Linked DNA regions of Sus scrofa: region 1 is linked to region 2. The links are chromatin contacts, called in public HiChIP or PLAC-seq maps. All regions are on one chromosome and are shown on one strand. The core of a region is the stretch at or near the end of the contact, and the rest is flanking DNA. Distances in the headings are between cores, read along the strand shown. Region 1 has its middle 150 kb from the start of ZFP36L1. Region 2 overlaps RAD51B (DNA repair protein RAD51 homolog 2).

Evidence for each region. HiChIP or PLAC-seq counts read pairs in DNA pulled down with a chosen protein or histone mark.
Region 1: an H3K27ac HiChIP or PLAC-seq map of skeletal muscle shows a contact between it and region 2. The contact joins two enhancer-like sites. A contact is called at or near these places in 2 of 47 Hi-C or Micro-C datasets (embryonic fibroblasts and heart right ventricle) and 2 of 2 datasets of contacts at active chromatin or transcription factors (alveolar macrophages and skeletal muscle).

The regions. Positions count from the first base shown.
Region 1 is chr7:92,340,460-92,344,717 of Sscrofa11.1, reverse strand. No RefSeq gene overlaps it. Among named protein-coding and RNA genes, the nearest start is that of ZFP36L1, 150 kb to the left of the region's middle. Within about 2 kb of position 1,512, at least 3 of the 83 cell types and tissues checked have an H3K27ac peak or open chromatin away from gene starts, as enhancers often do. A contact at or near this core is called in skeletal muscle, where this site is marked.
Region 2 is chr7:92,101,458-92,106,003 of Sscrofa11.1, reverse strand. All of the region lies in intron 9 of RAD51B (DNA repair protein RAD51 homolog 2), which reads right to left. LOC106507734 (a long non-coding RNA gene) reads left to right here. Exons shown (of 3, transcript XR_002346146.1): 2 at 2,249-3,194. Among named protein-coding and RNA genes, the nearest start is that of ZFP36L1, 390 kb to the left of the region's middle. Within about 2 kb of position 2,448, at least 16 of the 83 cell types and tissues checked have an H3K27ac peak or open chromatin away from gene starts, as enhancers often do. A contact at or near this core is called in skeletal muscle, where this site is marked.

The DNA of each region.
Region 1 (4,258 bases), core at 263-2,762, 240 kb before region 2:
TTGGTTCTGGGTAGAAACTGGATATTCAGAATAGATGCAAACAGGCCAAGCCAACCAGGGAAGTCCTTAAAGTCCTTGGATGGTTTCTGGTATCTTCTGGTTACCGCTTAATCCGAAGATACCGGAAAGTCTTCAAATAGCTAATCTCCCATCAGCCAAGCTTGATGGTGAAATTAGGCTCCACCAGGGGTAGTGACCTTCTATTCTTCCAGGCCAACAGGCCAAAGGAGACTCTCAGAGGCCCTGTGGGTCAGGCTACCACCTCCAGGGAGCCCTGTGTCAAAGCACCTTGAGGCAGGAGGAGTCCCAGATAATTTCAAAGACTGTCCTGAGTGGTGCGATTACATTTTTCTTCCGTAGAAGAGCTCAGGATCAGACTTATTTTATTTTCATTTCAGTGTCAGATTAAAAGACAGTTGGTGGGAGTTCCTGCTGTGGCTCGGGGAGTTATGACCCCAACTAGGATCCATGAGGATGAAGGTTCAATCTCTAGCCTTGTTCCATGGGTTAAGGATCTGGTGTAGTCATGAGCTACGGTATAGGTCTCAGACGTGGCTTGGATCCCACTTTGCTGTGTCTGTGATGTAGGCTGGCAACTGCAGCTCTGATTTGATCCCAAAGCTGGGAACTTCCATATACTATAGGTGTAGCCCTAAAAAGCGGAAAAAAAAAAAAAAAAAAGACAATTGGTCCCTTTGCTGAAGAGCTGAAGATGCTTCTCACAGCCAGTTTGCCCACATGCCTATCTGAGGAAATCTGCCCTAAACAGCCATGTTCTACACACATGACTCATCTCCCCTCCTCACATGATTGGAACAGGGTTGGGGGTCCACTTATGGGGGACCCACCAATGATGACCAACGACTGGGGTGGCCTGGCTCAAAAAGATGGGCTGGGATAAATAAATCCTTTCAGGGGCATCTAAACTGGGAAGAGGAAAAATTGGGCCAATGGACAATGGTCACGGGTGTTGAAAGTGTAGCTATGGAGTGGGGGCCAAGATGTCTGGCTGGAAGCTGACCTTCCTGCCGTGAAGTGGAAAGTGGGAGTAAGAAGAGGAGAGCAGAGGTTTGGGGAATATGCAGAACATGAAGTTGCTAAGAGAGCATTGGCCGAGCTCCCCACAGCCTTCTGTCCCCGGGAGTCCTGGTTACACTTGTGTTTCTGGCTGTGGATTTCTGGGATCTAGTTAGAATAGGTCTCTTCTTTGCACCCAAAAGTACTTCATCTGAGACTGTCACAATCTCTTTCAAACATTTGCTCAAATGCCAGGAGCTTGAGGCTCGATCCATCTTAAATGCCCTTCTCTAACCTGAGGAATTCCATGTCTGTGAGTTTTCCTCAGAGGATCCATTTTCCAAGGCTTTAGTCCTTATGTTGTTTTTCTCTGATTCCTTCTAAAGATTTCCAAATTCTTCAGGTCCCATTGCTTTGACTGGTGCCAGGGTTGCCCCTGGGGATGGCCAGGACCGGCCTGAGTGCACCCTGCGCTCCTGGTCATCCACCTAGGACTGACTCTGCTTGATTTCCTAACGTCAGAGCTGCCTGGCTGAGTGATGTGCAGATCTGATTACCCACCATCCCCAAGCTGCCAGCAACATCACTGTCACAAAATGTCAGTGCGAGAAGCGGCTTGGCAGCTCTCTAGCCTAACCCTGCCATGTTAGTAATGAGGAAACTGAGTCCCAAAGAGGCTGCGTAACTTGCATAAGGTCAGGCAGAATTGCATAACCTGCTTTTCTCTGTGTGTGTGAGTGTGTGTGTGCCTTTGCCAAAAGTGAGTTTAATCCCACCAGTTTAAAAAATTCTTCATGCTCAAGCTCCAGAGGGCATTATTTGTTATCCTTGGTGACAGATAGAAATGAGGGTGCAGAATTTTCACAAGACTCTGTGAGTGCCCATGGTAGAAGGAACCCCCAAATATCCCACTAATACTCTTCTTTTATAGGAATGGTCTCCGAAATAGGGTATGTGCAAGCTGATTTTTTGGAGTAAGGGGAAGAGACCAGAATGTTTATTTTTGAAAATTTTAATTTATTGTATTTTACAATGTATATTGTATATATACTATGCAAAGTACAGTGCAAAACACCACAAATATATGTATTTATATATATATGTGTGTGTGTGTATATTTGTATATATTTGGGGGGTCCCCAATATTTTTTATTAATAGGCATGTGCAATCAAGACTTTAACACAGAGTTCAAGTTCAGAGTTGCTGTTCACAAAAGTACCTTATGATATAATGTGGTGGGGATCGTATGTATTCACCTTAGTTCTGCCTTATGTAATTCTAAAGGCTAACAAACGGTACTTGCACTTCAAATGGAAAACTATAAAAATAAAAATGGCACAAGAACCTTAATCAGTTCTACAAAGTACATTAAATAAAATTAATCAATCATTCTTGCTTTTTCTTTTTTTAAAAAAATCTCTTAGTGTGAACATGCTTCTTTTTTCAATTTTTTTTTTTCCTCTTAGTGCCACACCTGTGGCACATGGACGTTCCCAGGCTAGAGGTCAAATCAGAGCTGCAGCTGCTGGCCTACGCCGCAACCACAGAAACCCGGGACCTGAGCTGCATCTGCAAACTACGCCGAAGCTTGTGGCAACGCAGCATCAAATCCACATCCTCACGGATACTAGTCAGGTTCTTAACCTGCTGAGCCACAGCAGGAACTCTGCAAATGCTTCTTATCTTAAATCAAAAGCCAAAGCTATTCTTTTTTTATTATTATGTATTCAGCGCCTTATTTTTTCAATTTAATTTAATTTTTATTTTACATTAGTGTATATTTGATTTGTGTTACTTTCAGGTGTACAGCAAAGTGATTCAGTTATACATATATCCCAAGGCTATTATTCTTAATGGCAAAACATTAGCAGTAGTCTCATTTAAAGTGGAAATAAAATAAGGATGTCAGCTATTACTCTTACTATATAGGTTTAATACATCACAATCATTTTGAAGTTTTTTCCAATGCAATAAGACAGGATAACAGCAATAAGAGGTAAAAGTCTTGGAAAGGAGATGAAGAAAATTAAGATTCAGTAAAACTAAGGAATGTAAAACACATAAATAAAAACCAACCAGTGAAGCAAATTATGTCAATTTCCTCCAGTGATTTGAGAATAAGTTAAAGTTCCTTTGTCTTTAGAATTTTAATGCTGGAAGAAATTTTTTTTTTTTTTTTTTTTTTTTTTTTGCCATTTCTTGGGCCACTTCCGAGGCATGTGGAGGTTCCTAGGCTAGGGGTCGAGTCGGAGCTATAGACACTGGCCTATGCCAGAGCCACAGCAACGCGGGATCCGAGCCGCGTCTGCGACCTACACCACAGCTCATGGCAACGCCAGATCCTTAACCCACTGAGCAAGGCCAGGGATCAAACCCACAACCTCATGGTTCCTAGTCAGATTCGTTAACCACTGAGCCATGACAGGAACTCCCTGGAAGAAATCTTAAGTATGTCCCTGACCTGCAGAAGGTGCTCAGCAAATATTTGACTACATGAATGATTAAATGACATGAGGTCCCTTTTTTTAAAAAGTGGGTCTTTCTTTAAGAATAAGACTAAGAGGTACCACAAATCATTGAGAAGGGGAGGATTTTATTCAGCAAATAAAGCCGAAACAAATTAGAAATTTGAGAGAAAAATTAAGTTAGAAACCCACTGCATATAATTTCCAAATAAACTCCAAATGGTTTAAAGAGTTAAATGTAAAAAACCAAAACCAAACAACCTCCCCCCAACACACACACACACACACACACACACACACACACAGTAAAAAGAAGCCATAGAGATTTCTAGAAAAAAATGCGAGTGAATAGATATATCTAATCTCTAGCTGAGAAGGGACTCGAGACTCAAAGCAGGTGGAAGGATCTTGAGAAAGCTAGAGATTTGACTACATGAAATGTTTAAATGCCTTTACTTTGAAAATTATAGAAGCTGAATTAAAAGCCTAACAACAAGCTGGGAGAAATATTTGCAGCAAAATGTGGGAGACACAGTTGTTATCCTTTAAGAGTTCATGCAGTTTGACAAGAAAAACAAAAAGATAAATGAGCAAAGGCAGGAACACATAGTTTATATAAAAGGAAGTGCAAAAGGCCAGCCTTGGAAAGGAAGGGCCCCCTTCATTGATAATCAAAGCTTTGTGAATGATCATTTTCTTCCTATCAAAGAAGCAGAGTTTTGCTTACTTTTAAATGAAGCGACTCAAAGCTGCCAGTTTTGCGAGGAAACAGGCA
Region 2 (4,546 bases), core at 1,199-3,698:
CAGTCCCACGCTGCGTACTATGCCTACATCTGAGTGCCTGAGAAAATTCCCATGGGGCGGTGTAGTAAAAAAAGATCAACCACATGAAGATCCTGCCTTTTGATTTCCTTGCTTCATCCAAATTGCTCCCCAGGCGCTTTTAGATTTCGAGGCTCCCCTAATCACCCTTCTAACCAGCAGCCCCGCCACGGCATAGAAATTAATTTGTATAGCTCCTAAGTGAAATTATCCCTGGGGAGAGAAGATGCCCAAGGCTTTAACAATTACAACAGAACACAGCCTCGGAGTGAGAAGAGGAGACAAGTACACGCTGACATCCCGACTGAAACTCCAGGCTGAATCCGACAGAGAAGAATGTAATTCCCTTTCCTGGTTGGAGGGGACACCAAAGAAACCGGAGAAGTGGAATACCTATTAGGTCCCCACTAATCCTCCTCCTAAATTCAAAGCAGGGTTCCTCCCTGGAATTCATTTCTGAGTATTCTTAGTCGCCACTATTGTTCAACAGCTCAGTTGATAAGTGCTTGCAGCGCATAAGGCTTTCTACTGAGCTCACCCCTCCTCGTTCCCAGCCGCTCAAAGCACTTTACAAATATCACCTCATTATTCGTTATAACACTCCAGCGAGCCTGATCGGTGGAAAGGTTCATTATCTTCTCCTTACCAATAGGGGAAAGAGACAAAGGAAGAAGTGACTCGTTTAAGCCAACAAAGCAAGGCAGAACTGGAACTAAAACTCAGCCGTCCTCCTGACGTGCTGTGTGCACGTGAACTCCGCTCGCCTGCAAAGAGGTTCCGCTGACAGGGCAGGGTTTCCTAGCCACGGACGGTGTTGTAATCAGCAGGTCCACAGAACTGGGGCACTGGCTGGAGGGGAAGGGATGGCAGTCGAGATGGAGGAGCCCCATGTGAGGGGCCTTAAAGGGTTTGGACAAGTCACTTTGACTCCATGGAAGAAGGGTTTCCATTAGAGGATCTTAAGGGTTCCTTCCAGCTCTTAGACAATTAGTGAAGCCTGGAGTTCCTGTCATGGCTCAGTGGTTAACGAATCTGACTAAGAACCATGAAGTTGCGGGTTCGATCCCTGGCATTCCTTGGTGGGTTAAGGATCCGGTGTTACCGTGAGCCGTGGTGTAGGTGGCAGACTCGGCTTGGATCCCGTGTTGCTGTGGCTCTGGCATAGGCTTGGCAGCTACACCTCCGATTAGACCCCTCGCCTGGGAACCTCCATATGCTGAGGTGCAGCCCTAGAAAACGCAAAAAGAAAAAAAAAATTTAGTGAAGCCCTAGCTTCAGAAGAGGGGTTCTATTTTTTTCACCAGCCCTTTGTGACAATCTGAGATTCATTTTGCTTGTAAGCCTGAGATGGCATCCCTGTCTCTTTATAAGCATCTCTGTGTCATCCACAGTCCACCCCAAGGATAGTAGGGGACAAATCAGCTAGTAGGGACAGGTAGTCCTGGGGCACCAAGGCCAGGGACTGAAGAGGTGAAGGGAGGCTGGGAACAGAAAGAAGACTGGAAGAGTCAGAAAAAGAATTGGCAAATAACATTTTGAGCTGTGCCTGGGCCCTACCCATGGACACTCCTTACATTCCAAGGAACCTATGACAGGTCCTTCAAAGTTTAAGTAGGCTGTAAAGAAACAGAGTTTGCTTTGGTTTTTCTAAATACAGGCTTCACCTGTCAACCCTAAAATCCATGTGAGCAAGGCCCCAAGGTACCCTGGAGGGGTGGTTTTCCATTTAAACGGAATTTCATTTTAATTGAAATAACATTGATGTGCCTTCAAGTTAATTAAAACAGGATTTTACAGGTGGCTTCATAGTTTATAATTTGTGTTGCTTGAGCCAGATATGCCTAAGCCTTTAGAAAACCTGCAGTGTTTTATCTCTCTGATCTTTTACATTTTCTTTTCCTGAATGATGCTTTGATACTCATTGTTTGCCCCAAAGAGCGTTTGAGAGGGAGGACATTTAGTAGAATCAACACTTGTTTGCAGAAGCAGCCCCCACAACCAGAATAATGACCTTGGAAATAGTCTTGGGTGATGGGCTGATTACAATGACTGGATATAAAGGACTGACTGTGTAGCCGCCAGAAAGAAACACATTTTTGTAATATCTCAGTTGTTTCTATTGGCCTGGCCTTCCTTGCATTCACCATGGGAACTGAATCAACAAGTTTGTTTGCTTTTATTTCAGTGATTACAATGCATTCTTTTTTTTTTTTTTTTCCTTCACATACAGGGAAAAAGGAGTAAAGAACAAATGAAAGTCAAATGCTTGATGATCCAAAAGAAATGGGTATAATTTTATTTATCTTCAAGTTCAGCTGTAAAAGCGACTAGTTGCAAACTTTATTCCCTCTGCTCTCTCTGAGGACCTCAGCCTGACCTTGTGGAACCTTCTTTCTGGGAAATTAAAGAATTTCCAGGATTAGCTCAAGTTCTGAGGCTGCCAACTGTGACAATCTACAAAACTCTCTTAGGTAATGATTCAGACCCCTCTTCTGCTCCAGGCCAAGATGGTCCCTGATGAGTTGGAAATATTCTAATTTCCTGGACCTAGACCACAAGGCGAAGTGACCCTGGAAGAATTTCAGAAGGGCAAGTTCAACACGTCTGCATACTAAAGACTCAACAACTGATATACATGTAACAACAGAAATGTAATTGAACTTGAAAAGCAAGAATTAAGGGGTCATCAGAAACAAGTTTACAAAAGAACACCGGAAGGGAGGAAGGAAGGAGGAAAGAAGGCAGGGAGGGAGGGAGGAGGGGACCACAGGGAAGGGAAGGGGTGGGGAGGGAGGAGGAAGGGAAGGAGGAAGAGAGGGCAGAGAGAGAGAAAGAAAGCTTTATGAATTTAATAATAATTGGTCTCCACCACCTGATTCTGAAGGAAGTCATTTTCTGAACATCCCCTGATATGAACTTTTGAATTCTCCAGCAGAAGGCCAAGTTTCCAATGCTGATCGGATAAAATGCCAAATATCTCTCATCATTATAATCCCAAGATGAGGAAAAAGAGGAAGAACGAATCAATATTCTCAGTTTATTGTCGAGGGGCCCAGAGAAGGGTCAGGCTTGAGAGCCCACCAAGGACTGCACTAGTTAAACTAGATGTCACCCTGATCCCTCCTCTGACACTCGTCTTTCCTTACATCTCCTAAACCATGCAGACAGCTGGGCAGGTAAGAGAACATCAAAGTAAGCTTCCAACTCAATTCTGCCACTACCTCATTCTGTGGCTTCCTTAGGCCTTGTTCCCCATTTGAAAAGTGAAGGCATAGGACTGGAGGGCCACTGCCATCCCTCCCATGTCTCACATGGCCCAACACTACTGTATCTCTGCAGAGACTGGCATTTCCCCCCCCCCCCCCAGCCACAGTACATTTTCTGTCTTTTAAGTTTTACCCAGTGTTGGTCCCTAGGAGTCCCTTGCGGTGTCTGAGGAGACCCGGGGCAGGAATTCAAGCTTTACTGGCCAACAGGAATGCCCACTTCTCCTCACTCCTGCAGAGGAAAGTTAAAGTCAGAATACAAGGGTTCTAGGTGACCTCACTCAGGAAACCCACTGGCATATGCCCTTAGATACAATCCAAAAGGGGTAAAAGATGAAGATCCATGTGGGGAGATTTACTGTGTAAGCCAAACCTACCACAGGGTAAGCTCTCAGTGGGAACATCTAGGAAATAAATGGGTAGCTTTTAAAATAAATGACTAGAACTTCAAGGCTCAGATGTTTTCCACTACCCAAGATTTGCAGTTTCGTGTATATGACCTGGCTCAGCAACTCTCTCCATGACAATGGGTTTCCACAATGTTAGTTGAGGAAATTTTTAAGAAGAGTCAGCAACTCCAAGGAACTTTTCATTCAAGGACACTCAAAATGTTATGTAACTATTATTGCTTATGATCCCGAACAGATGTGGCAAGAAGGTTCTTCGTTTGAGAAATAAGGAACATTTCATAGACATGTCTCAGGGAATAGAGGACATGAACAGAGCCTCCAATAAGCCACTCATAGAACCATCTGGGTTCCCAAAGGGTTACACGTTGTCAGAAGACCTGGGTTTAAAAGATTAGAGAGAAATGTGGAAGATTCATGGAGAAACAAGAGGCCCAACTCGGTCTTGAGTATCAGATTTCCCCAGTGACTCACTGGCCCATTTGCTTACAACGTTTTTGCAGAAGTCTTCTGGAAGCCTGACCAGAATGGAGCAAATCTAGATCTATCAAAATGACTAACACAGATAATAATGTGTGCTTCTGGTTTTTTAAAAAGTTTTACGTTTCAACTTTATCTATCTATTTATTTATTTATGCTTTTTTAAGGGCCATACTCATGGCATATGGAAGTTCCCAGAACAGGGGTCAAATCGGAGCCACAGCTGCTGGCTTACATCACAGCCACAACAATACCAATCTGAGTCACGTTTGCAACCTACACCATAGCTCACTGCAACACCGGATCCTTAACCCGCTGAGCAGGGCCAGGCATCGAACCTGCATCCTCATGGATACTGGTTGGGTTGATTTCTGC